Regions from separate parts of the Danio rerio genome. Here region 1 is linked to region 2. Evidence: chromatin contacts called from public Micro-C data. All regions are on one chromosome and are shown on one strand. Each heading gives the region's core, a stretch centred on a gene start, on an enhancer-like site or on the middle of the called end of the contact. The rest is flanking DNA. Distances are from core to core; before and after follow the strand shown. Region 1 holds the start of rhbdl3 (rhomboid, veinlet-like 3 (Drosophila)). Region 2 holds the start of utp6 (UTP6 small subunit processome component).

Region 1 (4,448 bases), core at 985-3,484, 170 kb after region 2:
TCATTCATTTTTTATTATATGATTAAAATGTCTTGTTAATTATAACTTTTTTCCCCTGTACTTTACTTTGTAGGCCTTAAAATTCAACAGGGGAAAGAATGTTCTGTGTTTCTGACCGAGAACTGTTATTTATCTGCAATGAGTCATTAAACAGATGCCCATGTTTATGGATTTGTTTTTTTTGGGATGTTGTCAGTTAACAAGTTGTCAGACACAAGCACGCCATTTGCTATCACTTGTGCCACAGGGTGAAAAAGCAATCAACTGATGCTGACAGTTTTTGCTAAGCCATTAGCTGTGAAGATATGAATTTGCATATGAAAATGTATTCATATGTAACTTTTTTACTCAAACTATCCACCATTTAACAACCCAACTCCTCCTCTCCCCCTCTTTTATTAGTTTGTTACATGCAATCAGTGAAGTCTGATTGTGGTCTTTAGATCCCACAATGCCTCCAATTTACAACCTTGCAGGGCAGTGACCCCAACACTGCATGAAACCCCCGACCGCAGACCACTTGAAGGACTCAAAATGTTGCAGAGTGAGAGGCTCACTTGTAAAGGAACCCCCTTCCACCCCCTTCAAGGCTAGAGGGGGTCTGCCACGAGCCTTCTGCACCTTAAAGCTTTTGCTCTCTGTTCATATCTGCCCCCCTGTTAACCCTAAAATCACTCTTTCCCATCATGTCATTTGCATCTCTCCCTTCATCCTTCACGTCACTGCTTTTATCCCTGGGGAGTGTGTGTGGGGGGTCAGGGTTAAGCAGGTGCAGAGCCAGCAAGAGAGACTGAGAGTGAAAGAAACAAGGGGCAGAGGGGGTACCGCTCTCCGTCTGTCACCCAGCTCTGTTTCTTTCCAGCAAACCATTAACTAACTCTGCATCATCCCCCATTGCAATAATGGTGGACCTGACTATCAACTATAACCATGACATTTTCAGTATGAAACTCCACTATTGATACTGAATAAAGCTGTGCATTTGTGCAAACGGGCATGCACCCCTTCTAACTCTAACTCAAATGTCATTTGCTATGCCTGAAGTATATTTTGTAATGAAGCAAAGATATTGGTCTCTGAAAAAAAGTATTGGTGGTCAATCACTACTTCCGAATGCTTCTGTGATTCTGCAACCAACACATGGCTTTTTACATCATTTTCTAAAACCCTATTAATCAGTTATTGGCATGTTAGTAGATAATGACCTGCACATGTGCAGAAACACAAGCAAACACTGAAATGTGCAACAAGAGCAAAGTCCTACCTTGTCAAAAAGACACTTCCATTGCTGAGAGAAAGATTTGTGGAAGACACAGAAAGAGGGAGAAGTAAGGAAAGAGCAGAGATATAATTGAGAAAAAGATAATGCATCAGAGATAAAATCTATCTCTGTTCTTATTCTGTTGCTCTCAACAACATAAATCACACATCTGCACATCACTTACGTCCTCTGGAGCTACAGGAAGGACATCAGTGCTCTCCAGCACCTCGATCTCTTCTCCCTCTGCATGAGCAGCAACTGCTGGAGATGAGTTTACCATATTCCTTCTGCCTCTTTCAGTCCATCTAAATAATGATTATCTCCTTTCATAAAGTTCTGCCATGATGTTTTGTTCTCATAAATCCCTTACATATTTCCACATTTGGTTTTGAAAACTCAGAACGTCATGTAAACCTACGCATTTTTCCAGCTCTGTCACATCTTATTGTAAATGAGTTTATCCCAAACTAAGTTCCTCTTCGCTTCCATATTTCATTGAAGTCTGACACTGGAAATCCACAGCATGTCACACACAAGTTGGCGTTAGGTTTTTAAAGCAGCCTACCGTTCCAAGTGGCGTACTGTCTACATCTTTAAACAGTCACCTGCAACAGAAATGGGATTTATTTTTTAAAATCGTTTACAGTACCTTGAGTTTTCTATTAAACTATTAAGCTATCAAGCCCTATATCCAGTGTCGTTCCTGGCGTGATTCTCTTAACAGTAATGTCCGGTATTTAACCAAACAGAATGCGATAAAACGATAGGGCAAAATGATCAGGTTATTTATAAATGCGTATTTTTGTGTCTGTAGAACTAACGTTAAGCCACGCAACACATTACATAAGTGCGAATTAATTTGTGGTGCGTCATTCTACCTTGCTGTTGTTTCGCATCCACAGCGCGTGCCAGCAGCGCCCGAGAGGAGCGACTCCTGTCAGCATCCACAGAGCGCTTTGCCAAAGTTCACTGTGACCGAGCGGAGCGCAGCGCAGACAGCATTGGGAGGTAAGTAAAAGGCACCCGCCCCTTTTTACTGATCCTCGTCATGTGGCCGCATTACAAGCATATCTCAAATTATGGCAAGTAAATAAAAATGATGTCAGTTCGTGTAATTTGTCAACTGGGTTTGTTTTCTGGATTGATAGCATCTATTTACATATAGGACAATTTAAGACGAGTTTGCAGTGTGATTCTCAAAAGACGAGAATACGTCGTTGCCGCCATATTAAAAGACACCATCAGGAGCACACTGACAACGCATCCTGTAACCAAAAAAAAAAAAAAAATACTAATTAAGGTGTTAACAGACTGACCAACATGCGCATGTGAGACTTCTAAAACAAAAATATAACATAACATTGAACGGTGGACTATAGGCTACATAACAGCTATTGTCACACCGCCAAAACTTTATGTGGAGTTTGAATTATGTGTCCTGCACAAGTGAATGTTAATTACAGCATTGTTGATATAGAGCAGTGTTTCTCAACCACGTTCCTGGATGACCACTAACTTTGCACACTCTCAGAAACCGTGGTACAAATAATGTTCCTTGAGGATTTTGTTCCTTGAGGAAAATTGAACTTTACATGGTACAGAAACGACCTCTGATGATGCTGTTCTGTACATTTTATGGTACAACTGAATTTAACAATTGTCCCCATATGAAAGGTGCAAAAGTGTTGAACAACTTTATTACAATACCTATGAAAATAAATGACTGGAAGGGCAAAGTAATTTTATGAATAATTCTATATTAAAACAAGAATCATTGTTTAAATATGTTTAAAAGCTTATAAACATTAAGAACAATAATTCAATATTACAAAACAAGCGGTGAAACAAACCTATAGGTCTTGTAAACTAAACATTTAAGGCATTTTATATAAATATTTGGTAAGCATTTTTGACACTGTTAAGGTATAAAGTGTCTTATTGTCACTGTAGTGGTGCTTTTATGGATCAGATTTGTACCTTTGATGAAGGTCTGAGTGTGATTGCATAGGCATAATATGGTACAAGAATAAAACCTTTTTGTGTCTTTCCACCACGGATTCAAATCTCAAGTTGAACTGTTTGACAGCTGAGTGATTCAAAAATATAACTTGAGAACTAGGCCTATTGTCTTAAAGTGATGGCAAAACTGGATCTTGCTCACAGATGCATCTATTCAGCAGTAAATGTCTTTACAGCTGATGTTCTTTGTCGCCATCTCATGGCAGCACAGTGCAACACTCAATTGTTTGTAATATAAATACTTTTATTAAAGTAATAAGTTTAAAATTAAGTGAACAACGACAGAAAACATGAAGATGCTAATTTAAAGGAATATTGGCCGCATTGTAAAATAAAATCAGATGTAATAAAATTTTTATAAAGTTACAAAACCGAATTTTGCACTAAATCAAATAGTTTTGCTTTGAAACCAATAATTATTGTCATAAGTTATACTAAAAACAAATTATATTTCTTGTTTAACCACTATAGAGATATACATCAAATTACAGAAGAACTGTCTGGAGTTAAGTTGCTCTCAGCGTAGCGGTGGAATTTGTGTGAGTACTAAATGGCCACTGCCACAATAAATAACAATAAATTTAAAGTCACTCTTATTATCATTTTGGGAAATTACATGATTAAAATGAAGTCAACTGCACAATCATAAATATTGATTGACAATGAATGATTTGCCATAAAATATTTAATTAAACCATAGCTATTCTCAGTGATGGGTTGCAGCTGAAAGGGCATTCGTTGCGTACAACATATGCTGGATAAGTTGCCGGTTTATTCTTCTGTGGCGATCCCAAATTAATAAAGGGACTGAGCCGAAAATGAATGAATCAATACTTAGCTATTAGTTCATTAATAATTAGTGTACAATTGACAATGGGAGTGGACCACAATCTGGCCATACTATTGAATAGGCACACAGATTTCTGAACCCATCATTCAATCTTTATTATCTTTACTTCTCTTATTTAATTCTGTAAATGTGATTGAATATATATAAAGATTAATTTCATTTTTATATAAAAAACTGATATTTTATTTATTTTATAATATTTTATTATTTTATACTGAATAAACAGACAATATTTTCCAGTAGAAAATTATTTGCCCTGCAACGTGCCTTTTGCCATACTAGGTGAAAAACAATGTGTGAGAAGAGAATATCACAGTT
Region 2 (4,308 bases), core at 1,471-3,970:
TCATTTACTACAACAAACACAAGCTCATAGAGTAGTCTCAGATCAATTCATCCAAATTTTTTTATCTGATTCACAAACTTGATTAATTAAACAAATTAGTCAGAGATCAGTGATCAAGATTAAAAGATCCAGGATCTGCCGAATTCTCTTAGACTCGGTCCTGGAGGGCCAGTGTCCTGCATATTTTAGTCCCAACCTCAATTAACCACAACTTAACAAGCTAATCAAGCTCTTTCTAGGTAAACTAAAACTTCCAAGCAAGTGTTTTGAAGGAAATTGGAGCTAAACTATGCAGGACACTGGCCCTCCAGGACAGAACTTGGACAATCCTGTCTTAGATCTTTTAAGTTGGGAACGAAAAACAGAGCCTGGGTATTACTTTGTAAACAAATAAATAAAATACCAGATTTGTTACCTTTTCCTTGAGTTCAGTGACATTTGTCTTTCTCTTATATCTCTCAAAACAAAATGTGACATAGCATGTCCACATGGCCTCTACAAAAGAATAAATAGCACATTAATATGCATAGAACAATAAAATATACTCTTCTTCCATCCCTGAATTCTAACTGAGCATTTTTATATGCAAATTCTGAACAAGTCCCTGTTGCATTATAATTACCAGAATTTAAGCTCTTTAGAGCCTCCTCATAAACTAAGCAGCAGCGCTCTTCCCTGCGGTCTGTATCAGAAGCTCTTCCTTTCGCAGACTGCAGCTCTGGAGCACCAGCAGAATCCAGCTCACGCTTGGCCATGAAATCCCACATCAGGCAATCATCGCTATATTGACTCTGCAGACTGAACAGAGAGAATTCCAATGTCATGTTGTCTGAGAAAGAAATTTTCATGATTGCATATTGCCAATATAGACGTAAAAAGGCAAAAGGGGAAACGGCTCAGTACTCTTGCAGGATCTTGTCTTGTAGGTCCTTTGTGAAGTCAAAGATGGCAGCGATCTGTAGCAGGGACAAGACGAATTCGGCCCCTGATGACAAGACAAATAAGCACATTATAACAACACACAGCTGATACTATTAAACAGTTATGTGGAAATTTAGCCAACCTTTAATTTTCTGTGCAGCATCTCTGTATATCACTTCAGCAAGTTTTCCACTCAAGATTTCTGGAGAAAACTGATATTCCCCCTGAATTTAGAAAAGATGTTTTATGAATTAAAATATGCATTTTATTTTCAAAAAGGCAAGGACTCCAGATGTACACCTTTTTAACCTACCACATCTATTTTAGCTTGCTCCAGTTCCTGTTGCTGTTTCCTCATCTTCTCAGCATGCATGAGCTCCATCCGGAAATACTGTACACACATACAATGGTTTGTTTTATGTATATATGAGATTCAAAGTGTAATGTTTATAGCATTGGTTGCTTAAAAATAATGTTGCCTCACCTCCAGGTAGACTTTCTTATTTTCTGGATGAAAGCGAAGGGCACGGAGGAAAAGATGCCGGGCACTCTCTGAGGAGTTCCTGTCCTCCATTTCACATTTAGCAGCCATTATCCACAGAGCTGCAAGAAAACGCCAAAAACTTTATTTCTAGCCATGTGTATAAAGCTGCTTATACATCTAAACTACAATAATATTAATGATTGACAGTAAACCCAACCCCTAAACTTCTAATTTACTTAAGTTTACCTGGTTTGTCAGGATGGATAGCTAACATAGATAACAAAATCTTGCTGAGCTGAGTCTTTGAGCCCTTGTTGAAAGACAAAAAAAAAAAAAAAAGATTAGGATTTTTTTTTAAAGACAAACACATTTGCGTTATTATTTCTTTCTTTCTTTCTATTTTTATTTCTTTAAAATTGATAAGGTTTTTTGCATTTAATAACAAAAGCACATACCCATTTCTTATTAAAGGCAACATGAGAAAGCCAGAGTTGCACATCTTCCTACAGGAGAAGCATTTAATGGAATCAAAAATACATTTGAATCAAAAACTGACCATCACAATGAATCTAAAACTGAGGTTATCATTTCTTATTGCCCAACCTGCCATTTGCTTGTCGCCCTTCTGAAAACACTGTTTATGCCCTGAATGATGGGATACTCAATTTCTTCACGTTTAAAATGGTAACCAATTCTCTGAAAGCAGAACAGTACATCTCACTTAAAGTAACACAAGTTAGTTAGGTCTGCTGTTCTGATTACTGAAAGAAGCAGATTTCAAAATAAATAAATAACAGAACAGATTTCAACTCACCGCTCTCCTCTTCTTGATAAGTTCAAGAGTGTTTATTTCGAACTGATTTTACAAGGATAAAAAAACAAGGTCATAATGTGCTGATTTCTTACATTAAAGTGCAAAAAGCTATTTGTTAATACTGACCTGTATGTATGTAATGAAGTCATCTTTACACTGAATTGCTCGGTGTAGCTTATATTCAAGTGCAGTAGATCTTTTCAACATGGACCTGAAACAAAAGCCCTTTTTGAGGAAACTTTCTCTCTACAGAAGCACCATTTCAATCCATCTTTTCTGTTCGCATGAACACGAGTGATATACTCACTTGACTTCTTTATTGGTAAACAAACCGACTCTCTCCAGTTGTTCAAGCCCTGGTATTCTGTCCTCTAATCGTTGTTGTACAATGTCTGCCATTTCTAAAACAGGTTATGGGACGCTTTACAAAATACTTAAGATGCACAGCGCAATTACATCCCAAAACACGTGTGGACAGGAAGTTGTCAAATGCTCTACATCCGGATGTTCATCGGTTAAAAAATCCGACATGAATTCTGCACTTGAATTTTGGTTCCACGGTTTTTATTTAAAAAAATAGTTTTATGGGAACGTTATAATTCAGAACATTAATACATTTGTTTTTCCTTAACTTAAGGTTCCTTTAACTTACTTAGTACCTCACGCACATATATAAAACATGCATGCAGGAGTAAATCTTGGAAGGGGTTCAAATCTTTCAAAGTTGCCCTAAAACTATTAAACAACACATTCTTGTTTTCAATATTGATAAACTTTTTTGATTTACTTCAAGTGTTGACTGCTGTATGTTTATGACTGTATTCAGGCTGTAACCCGTGCTACTGCACCGTGACCGATCCTCTCCCCAGAACCAAAACATTCTTGGCGGCAATTTGTCTCCTCTACCAATCTTAATCTCACGTCTATCAAAATAAGTCTATCCAATAAAAAACTTCGATTTTACCAGACGGCATCTCTGATTGGCTAAAACATTGCAGTGGGCGGGTTTTCGCGGCACTCTCCTCAAGGGCTCGGGCGATACACAAGTATCCGTATCCGTCACTTGGTCGGGTTTCCCGTCAAAATAAATACAATTTCGGTAGAAAATAAGTATTCAATAATCCATAACCTTTGTTCAAATTGGAACGTGAACTTCTGCCTGTGTGTATGGATTACCCGGTGTCGTTGAACTGTGTTTTCGTCGCTCTTAAGGACCGCAAGCTAACGTGCTAATCTGTTGAGGATCAGTGACCAGATCGAGGGCATACATCAGTAAACATATTTACAACTCGTATGGTTTACTCATTTGAGCCACATTCAAACATGCACTTGTCAAAGAAACTAAACCACAAGTAGCTGATGTTTAGGTGATGGTAGAGAGCTGGTCAAAGGGGCGAGGGCGACTGTCTGTCATTAATGTGCAGATAATCTTTTCGCCTGGTGTTGTTTTGATGCGTTTTGGACTTCCCATTAGTTGTTAGTATATTATCATGGCTCCTCAGAAATATTCGGCTCAGGTGATGAACTCTAAAGCCAATGGTGCTGTATACCCATCTTCTGGCGTGAGCTCACTCAAGAAACCTAAGATTGAACAGTTGCAGGCCGACCATGAGCTCTTTCTGCAGGCCTTTGAGAGTAAGTCAACAGCTGTTTCATTTAACACGTTAAGTAAATTCATTAGCTTTTCCTATTAACGTTCCATTGACACACCCAGTTCATGACAACGTGCTGTTGTGTGTTACTGCTACTAGATGTGGTGTGGATGCATCCTTGGATCTATCACTGTTGTGTTCCTATGAGTGTGTACATGAGGCAGTGTTTATTGTTAAAAATAGTAACAAGAAATTTACCAATGTATGCAAAACTAAAAAGTTAAGTGTAAATGAGATTTGTAAAGCAACAGATAGGCAGTTTTTGTAGAGAAAATGTTGAAAATAAAAGTATATGATATATTTTCTGCATGTTTCATTTCAGAACCGACTCAAATATACAGGTTTCTGCGAACAAGGAATCTGATAACTGTACGTATTTTTTTTTCAGTAGATTTAATTCACATTATTGTGTGGTGGCTCTGATTGTTGATATATTT

The links. A called contact is a pair of places that touch in the nucleus more often than the background predicts.
Region 1: a Micro-C map of caudal fin shows a contact between it and region 2, with 5 times the contacts expected there. The contact joins the promoter of rhbdl3 here to the promoter of utp6 in region 2. A contact is called at or near these places in 3 of 18 Hi-C or Micro-C datasets (caudal fin, embryo and hematopoietic stem cells) and 1 of 4 datasets of contacts at active chromatin or transcription factors (embryo).

The regions. Positions count from the first base shown.
Region 1 is chr6:24,718,193-24,722,640 of GRCz12tu, forward strand. rhbdl3 (rhomboid, veinlet-like 3 (Drosophila)) reads right to left here and starts at 2,235. Exons shown (of 9, transcript NM_001017556.2): 1 at 2,140-2,235; 2 at 1,827-1,866. It overlaps LOC141386260 (a long non-coding RNA gene), which reads left to right and starts at 2,098. Exons shown (of 3, transcript XR_012407936.1): 1 at 2,098-2,269.
Region 2 is chr6:24,550,154-24,554,461 of GRCz12tu, forward strand. utp6 (UTP6 small subunit processome component) reads right to left here and starts at 2,721. Exons shown (of 19, transcript NM_001111207.1): 1 at 2,527-2,721; 2 at 2,346-2,430; 3 at 2,220-2,261; 4 at 2,009-2,101; 5 at 1,861-1,908; 6 at 1,652-1,715; 7 at 1,406-1,524; 8 at 1,235-1,312; 9 at 1,064-1,145; 10 at 904-985; 11 at 623-798; 12 at 416-495. The coding sequence starts at 2,618. suz12b (SUZ12 polycomb repressive complex 2 subunit b) reads left to right here and starts at 3,255. Exons shown (of 16, transcript NM_001082824.2): 1 at 3,255-3,854; 2 at 4,194-4,240. The coding sequence starts at 3,710.